Linked DNA regions of Mus musculus: region 1 is linked to region 2. Evidence: chromatin contacts called from public Hi-C data. All regions are on one chromosome and are shown on one strand. The core of a region is the stretch at or near the end of the contact, and the rest is flanking DNA. Distances in the headings are between cores, read along the strand shown.

Evidence for each region. A called contact is a pair of places that touch in the nucleus more often than the background predicts.
Region 1: a Hi-C map of the C2C12 cell line shows a contact between it and region 2, with 3 times the contacts expected there. The contact joins two enhancer-like sites. A contact is called at or near these places in 2 of 15 datasets of contacts at CTCF or cohesin (the NIH/3T3 cell line and pro-B cells), 31 of 484 Hi-C or Micro-C datasets (3T3-L1-derived adipocytes, 8-cell embryo, the BV-2 cell line and 18 more), 2 of 115 datasets of contacts at active chromatin or transcription factors (the HPC-7 cell line and embryonic stem cells) and 4 of 9 other capture datasets (adipose tissue, embryonic stem cells, liver and 1 more).

The regions. Positions count from the first base shown.
Region 1 is chr1:135,534,254-135,539,405 of GRCm38.p6, reverse strand. It overlaps Nav1 (neuron navigator 1), which reads left to right. Exons shown (of 30, transcript NM_173437.2): 2 at 2,107-2,209. Among named protein-coding and RNA genes, the nearest start is that of Gm32940, 25 kb to the right of the region's middle. Within about 2 kb of position 3,880, at least 125 of the 459 cell types and tissues checked have an H3K27ac peak or open chromatin away from gene starts, as enhancers often do. A contact at or near this core is called in the BV-2 cell line, the C2C12 cell line, the HL-1 cell line and 3 more, where this site is marked.
Region 2 is chr1:135,407,774-135,412,547 of GRCm38.p6, reverse strand. It overlaps Ipo9 (importin 9), which reads left to right. Exons shown (of 24, transcript NM_153774.1): 5 at 3,067-3,155; 6 at 4,474-4,560. Among named protein-coding and RNA genes, the nearest start is that of Ipo9, 20 kb to the left of the region's middle. Within about 2 kb of position 1,362, at least 79 of the 459 cell types and tissues checked have an H3K27ac peak or open chromatin away from gene starts, as enhancers often do. A contact at or near this core is called in the BV-2 cell line, the C2C12 cell line, the HL-1 cell line and 3 more, where this site is marked.

The DNA.
Region 1 (5,152 bases), core at 2,631-5,130, 120 kb before region 2:
CCATTGGGATTCCACTGGATGATGTGTGCAGAGGACTGGGCACACCCAGAAGCCTCTGAATAACTCTCCGTCACTTTCCTCTTTGGAAACATCCTTTGGAGATATGTGCACCTTGGCTCATTTCCGTCCAAACTATAGAAGGCATCACCCTTCTGTGAAACCCATGCCTTGTTCTTGATCCCACATAGGGTCTTGTGAACTAAACCTTAAAATATATAGGTGTACACTGTTTGACCCTGACTGTGTCCCGTGCCAAGCCATCACTTAAAGGCAGGGAGCAGCTCACCAGGCGACACTTGCCAGGATAAACAGGCATTGGCAGCCAGCGAGATGACGCCAGGGCTGTGGACAGAGCTCAGACCCCGGGCATGGAGGCCTGCCATTTCTCCTTGTTCCTTGACACCAACAGGGAGCCCTGAGTACATGAGACTGGCTTGAGAAGCTAGGGGACAGGGACAGGACCTCAAGGGAGGAAGACAGAGATGGCTGGGCTCAGGATTGGAGCTGGCCCAAGAAGAAGGTGCCCCAGAGACTCTGAGAAGAGCCATACAGCATGGCCCTTCCACCCCACCCAGCCGCTCTTGGCCAAACAGCCGGTGACAGTCAGACAGCCGGTGACAGTCAGACATCCTGAGCTCAGTCTTGAAAAAAAAAAAAACAAAAATACCTCTTGGGGGATTCAGAAATGTTCTCTTTGGCGGCCAGAAGGAGCTTGCTCCCCTGCCGAGTCTGTGGGTGGGGAGAGGCTGGGCCTGGGAGTAGGGTAAGGTTGGCTTGCACAGAGGGCTGGAAGGGTTGAGGAAGGGAGGAGAGGGCTGGTCTCACTCTTATCTCTGTCACTTACTACTGAAGCCAACTCTTGAGGAGGATTGGGAAAGCTGGGTCCTTCAGTGACAGTGACTTTGGATCCCTATGTAAAAGGTTATCCATGGGACACGGTCCAAGAGCCTCGTTAGTGTCCTCAGAGCCTAGCACAGTCCTGGTACCAAGTTGAGTTGGAGTCTTTGGATTATTTTTGGTTTGGTTTGGTTTGGGTTTTTGTTGTTGTTGTTTGCTTTTTTAAGAGGTTTTTCTGTTTTTCTTTCTTTCATTTCCTTCTTCTTTTTTTTTTTTTCTTTTTCTCTTTTGAAACAGGGCCTCACTATGTAACCTCAGCTGGCCTAGAACTTGATATGTAAACCAGACTATCCTCAAACTCATATTCACCATCCTCTGCCTTCTGAGTGCTAGGATGAAAGGTGTGCCCTACCACGCCCAGCCCCAAGTGGGATTTGATAAAGATTTCTTTGGTGGATCAATAGAAGGGAGAAGGTCTTGTGGTTGTTCTGTCATTTGGATGCTATTTCCATCCCTAGATGGGAGAAAGTGTGAGGCTTCGTGTACGGTTAGAGGCTCTCTCGTCTGCCCAGGCTAATATGATCCTGCCTGGAAACCAAGGCTAAGCACAGGGATCCTGACTGGGTCAGACTCTGGCCCCGCCCATGCTTCTTCCTCACTCGCGATTCTAACTCTTGGATAGGGTCTGAACTACCCCAGAAGATGGCTGTTCATCTCCCGCTCCCACTAGCCACCTCACCTTTAGGAGGCTCTCAGAGGCCTCTTAGACCCCTCAGAGCAACCCCATGTGTCCCAACCCTTCGAACGATATGTTCTGTGATATGTTGACAAATGGAAACTCACCGTGTAGGGATACTTATATGGTGGAACTAGGCAAGCTCTGCTCGTCAGAGTGTCCCCTCCTCCAAGAGCCCTAAGCACACACCAACACACTGCTCCAGAGGAGGTTGGGGGGGGGGTCAGGGGTGTCCCATTTCATTCTACCACAGGAAACCAAAGCCAGAGGCAACAGTGGTCATTCAGGGAGAGGCTCTGAGGGGTCCTATCTGTAGCCCTTGTTGGGTATGGGGCTTCAGCCAGCCCAGGACACACATGGAGGTCTTTAGCTGCACCTGCACTGTCAGTCATCTTTGAGGAACAGAAGAAGCAGGTGGCTGGCCCCAGGGTCTGGCTTCTGGGAGATAATGGTGTCTGCCTCCCATTCCCTTACTCCCAGGTCCCTTCAAGGAGTCCTCTCCTCTCACCGCCTCTTTCTTTTCTCCTCGCCAGATCCAGAGTCGCAGAGAAAGAGAACAGTACAGAACGTTCTGGATCTCCGACAGAACCTGGAAGAAACCATGTCCAGCCTGCGAGGCTCCCAGGTGACTCACAGGTGAGCTTGGGCTGCCCTTGGTGATGTGCTCTTACTGGGTCTGGAGGGCAAGGGCCGGTGTCTCCCCACACCTCCACATGGCCATCCCAGGTTGACCAGAGGGCCTTGGCCTCTGTGAACACAGGCATTTGGGGCCCCCGTATTGCCAGCGCTACAAAGAAAGGGGAACTCGGCACCACTGCAGAAACCCTGCTCAGTCTTGCCTTTGCTTATGGTTGAACACAGGCTATCATCCGTGACGGTGGCTGGGTATGGGTGGAAAGCCAGGTGTGCAGTTTGTGGTACCTGTTCTCTCTGTGGGCTACAGTCTCCTCCTTTTTCAAGAGGCCTTTGTTTACTGAACACCCCTTCACCCCTCCTCCTTTTCAGTCCCATCCCTCTGGGATGCTAGTACCCCGCATCCCAACACCTGGGTTCATCAGCCCTCTACCAGCCAGGTGTCCTCGAGTCTCTTCTATCACTCCTAAAGGAGGGCTGAGTGCCCAACAGGGTCTACATACTGGTACCCAGAAAATCAACCCAGTGGTATCCCCTCTTGTTCCCCCAGCCCTTACAGAAACCCCCAAGCCCCCAGCTATAGGGTACACAGCCCTCCCTCAGCCTTTTTCCCCAAGAGCAGCATTCTGGCACCAACCCCTCCGTGAGTCAGAATTTCCCATTCAGTTCCTCTGGGCTTCCCTGGGCTGTTCAGATGAGCTCATACTGTCAGCTCTAAGGGGGACAGAGGGCCCAGCTGAGTTCTGAGGGGGGAGGTGAGCAGGCAGCCAAGACTGGGAAATCGTGGAGCATGGACATAGAGGGCCTGTTTATTAAGAACCAGAAGCCTCCTCAGTTGAACTAGAGGTAGGTTCCTCTCTGTCTCCTGGTGCTAGAAAACTGAATGCAAATTTGGGACATGGGGAAAGGGAGTTTTATTAGCTCAGGGCACAGCCAGCCAGAGGAGTATCCAGACACACCTTCATGCCTTCAATGTCAGAGGACCTGTTACCTTTAGGGCATCATTGCAGTCTCTGTGGGAGCACATAACTGTTGCTGAACCTCGGCCTTGGGAGCCTTCATCCATTGGCCTTAGGGCTTCTTGTTGAGACCTTTCTCCTCCCCTTACCCCCTACAGGCCCACTCATATCCCTGACTTGAAAAAGCTGGCTCTTACCCTGGTGGTGGTGAAACTCGCCTTTAATCCCAGCACTTGGGAGGCAAAGGCAGGTGGATTTCTGAGTTCAAAACCAGCCTGGTCTACAGAGTGAGTTCCAGGACTGCCAGGGCTACATAGAGAAACCCTGTCTCGAAAAACAAAAAACAAAAAAACAAAAAACAAAAAAAAAAGGAAAGAAAGAAAGAAAGAAAAGAGTTGGCTCTTAGTCCCAGATGCCTAAGCATCTTTCTGAGGACTAGGAGGAGGCAGTCAGGGAAGTAAGGGGAAAGTGGTCTGTGTTGCTTCAGGAGCCTTGGTACAGCCCCTGCCCATCCCACAAGCCCTAAATAGGAATCCAGATAGAGATAGAGTGGAGGCTCTAACTCAGCTGTTATCCAACAGTTTAGCCCCCTATAGACAAATCTTTCCCCTATCCAAGGAAGTTTCTGGGACATCTCTCCATGCCAAGTCACTGGCCAAGATCGTGCCAAAGGAGCTGAGAATTGCTGAGCTGCTATAAGAGTCACACCCCAAATGACTCACCCCCAGAAGCAGGGCAGAGGCAGCTGCTCCAGCCTCCTGGTGTCTTCATGCCTGCCCTGAGGCCCCAGGGAAGTCGGGAAGCCTAAAGCTGACTGGTTGAGACAAGAGCCTTGGGGCCTCTGGCTCCAGCCTCCCTTTATGGAAAAGAAAGGACCAACAGGCCTCTGGGTCTTCTGTTTACTGTATACTCCGTCCGGGTCACTTCCTCTCTTAGCCTTTAGTTTACATTAGCTCCAGTCCACACTTGGATAACCCAAACACCAGTGTCCTGACTTTTACGGCTCTTTTGCTTTTTAAAGTGCTTTTTATCAATCAATCTCTCCCTGTACCTTGGAGCAATATTCCCCTAAACTAGAGAAAAGACTGGGGGGAAAAGACACACACGCTGGACCCCACAGGCTGATGTGGGCAGCTCTGCATCTATCTACACAGCATGAGGCACCAGCCTTCAGAGCCAACACAGTCTCATCCCGAAGGCCTTGGGGGTTTAAGGGTGCATCTGCCAAGGTCACCCTCCCCCTGGGACTCACAGGGTGACTTAGACTCAGTTCCTTTTTGGAAACTTGACGTTCAGGCTACATCCTCTATTTCTGCAGCTATGTTTCCCTCTGTGAGAAAAGTCTGAGGTAGGGATGGTGAGGAGAGGAAACAAAACTGACCTCCCCCCTCCCATACCCCAGAGGCAAGCCTGGGGCCAGGCTCGGGCTGCAGGTCAGAAGATCAGCTGTGAGCTAGAAACCTTTTCCTCTGAGAGCTAGAGATGGGGTTTAGTGCAAAAACCTGGATGGTTATATTGCATCCCTCGACTCCCAGCACTGGGGAGGCTGAGTTCGAGGCCAGCCTGGTCTACAGAGTGAATGCCAGGACAGCCAGGGCTGCACAGAGAACCCTGTCTCAAGAAACAACAAACAAAACAAAACAAAATCATCAACAACAAAATAGAGCCTCAAAATAGGAGAGAGGCGTTTTCTGTTCAGAGAGTAACACAGAGGGTAGGCCAGGGGCAGAGGTGAGTGGGGGGCCCTCACTTCCTTATGTGCTTGCTACTGTGTTGGAAGCCAAGTACCCAAGCCAGTTCCCCCGTGTACCCCCATGTTCTCCTGCTGCTCCTCCTGCTCCTCCTCTGTCATCATCATCACCACCACCACCATCATCATCATCTCACAGTTAGCCTCTTTTTGCTAAGTACTTACTGCATGAGGCCCTGACCTTCATCTGTGGTGAGACAGTCCCTACCACATTCAGCACAGTCATCCTGGGTCTGC
Region 2 (4,774 bases), core at 113-2,612:
AAGCTGATGGGAAGTTTTCATTAAGTAGAAAGAGTAAGGGATGAGACTAAGAAGAACAGTATAGGAAGAAGAGGGGAGGTTATGGGGCTGGAGAGACAGCTCAGTGGTTAAGAGCACTGGCTGCTCTCCAGGGGACCTGGGTTTAATTCCCAGGGCTCCTAACCATCCGTAAGCCCAATCCCAGGGGTATACCTCCCTTTCCTGGTCCCTCCGCAGGCACTCGGTGCACAGACATACATGCAGACAAAAGCCCCCTCCCTCCCCTCAGAAGGAGGCTAGTGCATGCAGTTAAGCATGCATGCTGCTTTTGCAGATGACCTGAGTTGTATTCTGTGTAGCCACATCAAGCAGCTCATGGCTGCCTTTATTTAACTCTAGCTTCAGGGGATCCAGTGCCTCTGGCCTCTGAGGATCTACGCTCACACACACATTTGTAATTAAAAAATAAGATAGATATATGTATGTATATTTTAAAGACTGGTTATGGGGTAAATTGTTAGCTCAGCTGCACTTAGTTACAAATTAGTTCTCAATTCTTCTGGCTCTAGCAGGTTCTGCATGGTGTTGTGTGATAGAGGAGGAGATGGGAGCCTTTGATCTCTGAAACCTCTATGTTCCTGGGGCTCTGGCATATGAAAGGAGGGGAGGTTGAAAGTCCTTTTCTGCCGGGCATGGTGGCAGGCATGGGGGTGCATGCTTTTAATCTCAGCGCTCAAGAGAGAGGCAGATAGATCTCTACTTCGAGGCCAGCCTAGTCTACAAAGTGAGTTCCAGAATAGCCAAGGCTACACAAACAAACAAGAAAGTCCTTTCCTGATATAATTCCCTGGCTCCTGCACACTGAGTGGCATGTCGAGTTCCTACGCTCAGGTGTGTGAGGAGCAGCACTCGAGGTCTAGCCGTTGAATCTGTTTACTTGGCATCTATGCTGCATTTTACATGCCCACTCAGCATTAATAGCAGGTTACCAATTCTATGTCAAAGTCAGACCTTTCATTTGTCCTATTCTTACCCCCAGATACCCTTTTAGAGTTCCGACTGTGTACCTACTGGTGAGCTTTTAGCTCAGAAACATCAGAAAGGCCAAGGTGTTCCTTGATTGGCCTTTCACCTCCCTGCTTCTGTATGAGTGAGGTGACTGCTCTGTGGAATTGAACTTCTAAGAGCCTTTGCTTAGCTCTCCTAGTGCCAGGGTATCCAGCAAAGGGCAATTGTTTTAGCCAAGGAGAGGAAATCCTAGTTTTCCTGTACGGAGTTAGCTTCTTTCTGACAGACCTGGAGAGAAAGGATGGCTGTATAGTTACTCTGATTGGAAAGCAGAAGAGGCTTTGTACTTGACTAAGGAAATGACTATACAGTGAGGTCACTTTCTCCCAGCCAGGAGAAGGAACTGGTGAAGAAATGTGTATCCTTTGTAATGAGTCAGCAGGCATGAAGTGGACGGCAGCCAGCCTCCATTCACAAATAGCTACTCCAGTTGATTTCAACTTCACACCACAGGAACTGGAACATCCATGAGGACAGAAAAGTATTGGTGTGTGAGAAATGTGGGACCAGTTCTCTTTAGGGTTTTCCTTTTTTTATTTTGAGATGGAGGTCACTCTGTGTTGCCCAGGCTAACTTTTAACTCCTGGCTCCGGTAGTCCCACCTCACCTTCCAGAATAGCTTAGGAAAATAGGCATGTCCAGCTGTGCCCAGTGTCTTTGAGACTTTTTGGAGGAAGATACTGTTCTTGACTTCTGAGTTATTTTACTATTTATAAAAGAGAACTTGGTCTCAAGATATAAAGGGACTATATGCTAAGAATTTAAATATTTGATCTAATAGATAAATCTTTTACTTCTATCTTATAGTTTTGTAAATTTAGTTGTTAATACCCCAGACTTTTTGACTTGATAATAATGACCTCAGAAAACTTACTTTGAATTTAAACCTACAAAGTATGAACAAATTGAGACTACTCACAATGATTATAGAAAAGTTAAACTGTACAGTTAGTCACTTCAGTACTAAGACTCCTTTCTTTGTAGTGGTGGTGATGGTGGCGATGACACTGGGGATCGGACCAGACCCTTGAACGTGCTAAGCTGCACCCAAGCTCTATGCTATATTTATTCATAAATGCAGGCTATGCTTGATCCTAGGCCCAGAGGTGGTAATATGCTATCTAATGTATTTATTTGGGCTGACTTCAGTCTAAATGGAATTTGACATTTTATTAAGATATTAATTTTATTAAGACAAAGCTTGGAATTTATCTTTCAGAAGGAAGCCACATTCCTAAAGAACAGCTGGTCTCCAGTATTTGATCTGTATTTGACCTGTGGGGATTGATACAGGGTCTTTATGCATAGCATTTTCTTATTTAATTTTTTTCCATACACAAGACGATATGACCTGTCTTTCCTCACCTCTTTCAAATCTGCACATGGGTTAAACACCTTCACTCAGGAATCCTAACCCCAGAATTACACATTGATAAATGGAGTCGATGCTTAATACATTTTCAGATGGGTGGGAGGGTTGGTAGTTGGTTGGTTGGTTGATTGGTTGGTTTTTCTCGAGACTAGGCTCTCACCATGTAGCCCTGGCTGTCCTGGAACTCGATCTGTAGACCAGGCTGGCCTCGGACTCAGAGATCTGCCTGCCTCTGCCTTCCAAGTGCTGGAATTAAAAAGGCATGCACCACTATGCCCCGTTTGTTTTGTTGTTTACATTGAAGTAACTTGTCAGGAGACAGAACTGACAGAAACCAGAATGGCACTTGTGCTCAAAGCTGTCATGGCACAAGCTCAGAAGGACCCCTGTTTGCCTTACTTGTATGCAGTTGTGTTGCAGATGGCTTTAATCTGTGTGCTTTTCTTTTTAATATCTTGTATCTTCTTTTGTGTTCCTATTCTCTCTCCCCTTCTGACGAATAATGCTTCTGGCTCCTTGTCCTTCTTCAGAGTGAGTTTGCTAGACCAGTGGCCATTCCTAGGTCCGACTGGGAACTGCTACCTAGATGGCTTGCAAGCTTTCACACTTCATCTTTATGAAGTATCTTTTACTTTTTGTCTTTGCAGAGTTTACTCGAGAAGTGACAGACACACAGATGCCACTTGTTGCTCCTGTCATTCTGCCAGAGATGTATAAGATATTCACCATGGCCGAGGTATGGAATCTCAGCCCAGTAGGTGCAGCAAAAGGACCTGCCTGGCTCTGGTCAGCGCCACCTCTCAGGTGTATGGTGATGGTTGTTGTCACTGGTGCCCATGCCAAAAACTGGAATTGACATTGAGCTAGATCAGAAATTGAATTGACCGTAGTCTTTGATCTCATGACTACAAGGGAAAGCACTTGATGAAGTAACTGAAATGTCTCAACACCACTCAGCTTTGTACCCTATCACCCTTGAGTGCACAGTGCCATTCTTGACCTAACCTGCTCGGCCAAGGATTTAAAAATCATCTGTTACTTCATTGCAAGACTAGAATCTTTTTTTTTGCTTTTTTTCAAGACAGGGGTTGTTTCTCTGTGTAGCCCTGGCTGTCCTGGAACTCACTTTGTAGACCAGGCTGGCCTCGAACTCAGAAATCGGCCTGCCTCTGCCTCCTAAGTGCTGGGATTAAAGGTGTGCGCCACCATTGCCCGGCACAAGACTAGAATCTTAATGTATTATGTATATACGTGTTAGTACGTACATAATAGTGATCTATACACAGTAATGTATGAATCTTAATAGGTATCCAACCTCTGTAATCCCTTGCCCCCACTGAATACTCCACATTGTAAAGGAAATACGTTGAGAAGTGGGGATTCAGCTCAGGAGAGAGCTCGTGCTTTCAAGGCTCTGGGCCTCTTCTATCATCACTCTGTAGAGACAAAGCAGCAGCTGGGCACGTCGTAACCCCATCTCCAAAAAAGGAAAAATATCTACTAGCCAAGGTGGATGTGGTGGAGGGCATCTCTAAACCAGCACTCAGCAGGCAGAGGAAAGCTAATTTCTGTGAGCTGTAGGCCAATGGGAGCTACAGAGTAAGATCTTGTCTTTAAAAAAAAACAAAAAACTGTGTCTTAAAGGCTGATTCCAGTAAGTTTAACATTCTGTTGCCTTTCTCTCTCTCTCTCTCTCTCTCTCTCTCTCTCTGTGTGTGTGTGTGTGTGTGTTTGTTTATATTTCGAGTACACAGATATGGTCTTTCTGAGTAGCCCTGGCTGTCCTAGATCTCACTTTGTAGACCAGGCTGGCTTCGAACTCACAGAAATCTGCCTGCCTCTACTTCTCCAGTGATGAGATTAAAGTATACACCACCAGTCACCTTACGCTTTCTTAATTACAGAAACCCATTGTTTTCCATAAGTGGATTGCATCTGTGTCTCTTTAGGGAATTAACTGTGAGGATTGGTTGGTTAGTCCTAGTTTTACTTCTAGTCACATGTACACACATATATGCTCCAATCTCATGATTATGCCATGGTCTTTTTCTCAGGTGTATGGTATTCGAACTCGTTCCCGAGCAGTGGAGATTTTTACTACTTGTGCGCATATGATCTGTAACATGGAGGAACTGGAAAAGGTAAATGAACCTTTGGTTGATGAATAACAAAATTTGTGTTCCAAAGTCTTTATTAATACTTTACACTGCCAAAGATTTACTTTATAACTACCAGAAAGCACATTAGCCAGTCTTATAGATTTAGCATTTTCATTAAAATTTTAACATATACATATTATTTCTATATTTTAGTTTTATGTTTCTTCAGATACCTTTCCTGTATTTTTTTACTTCT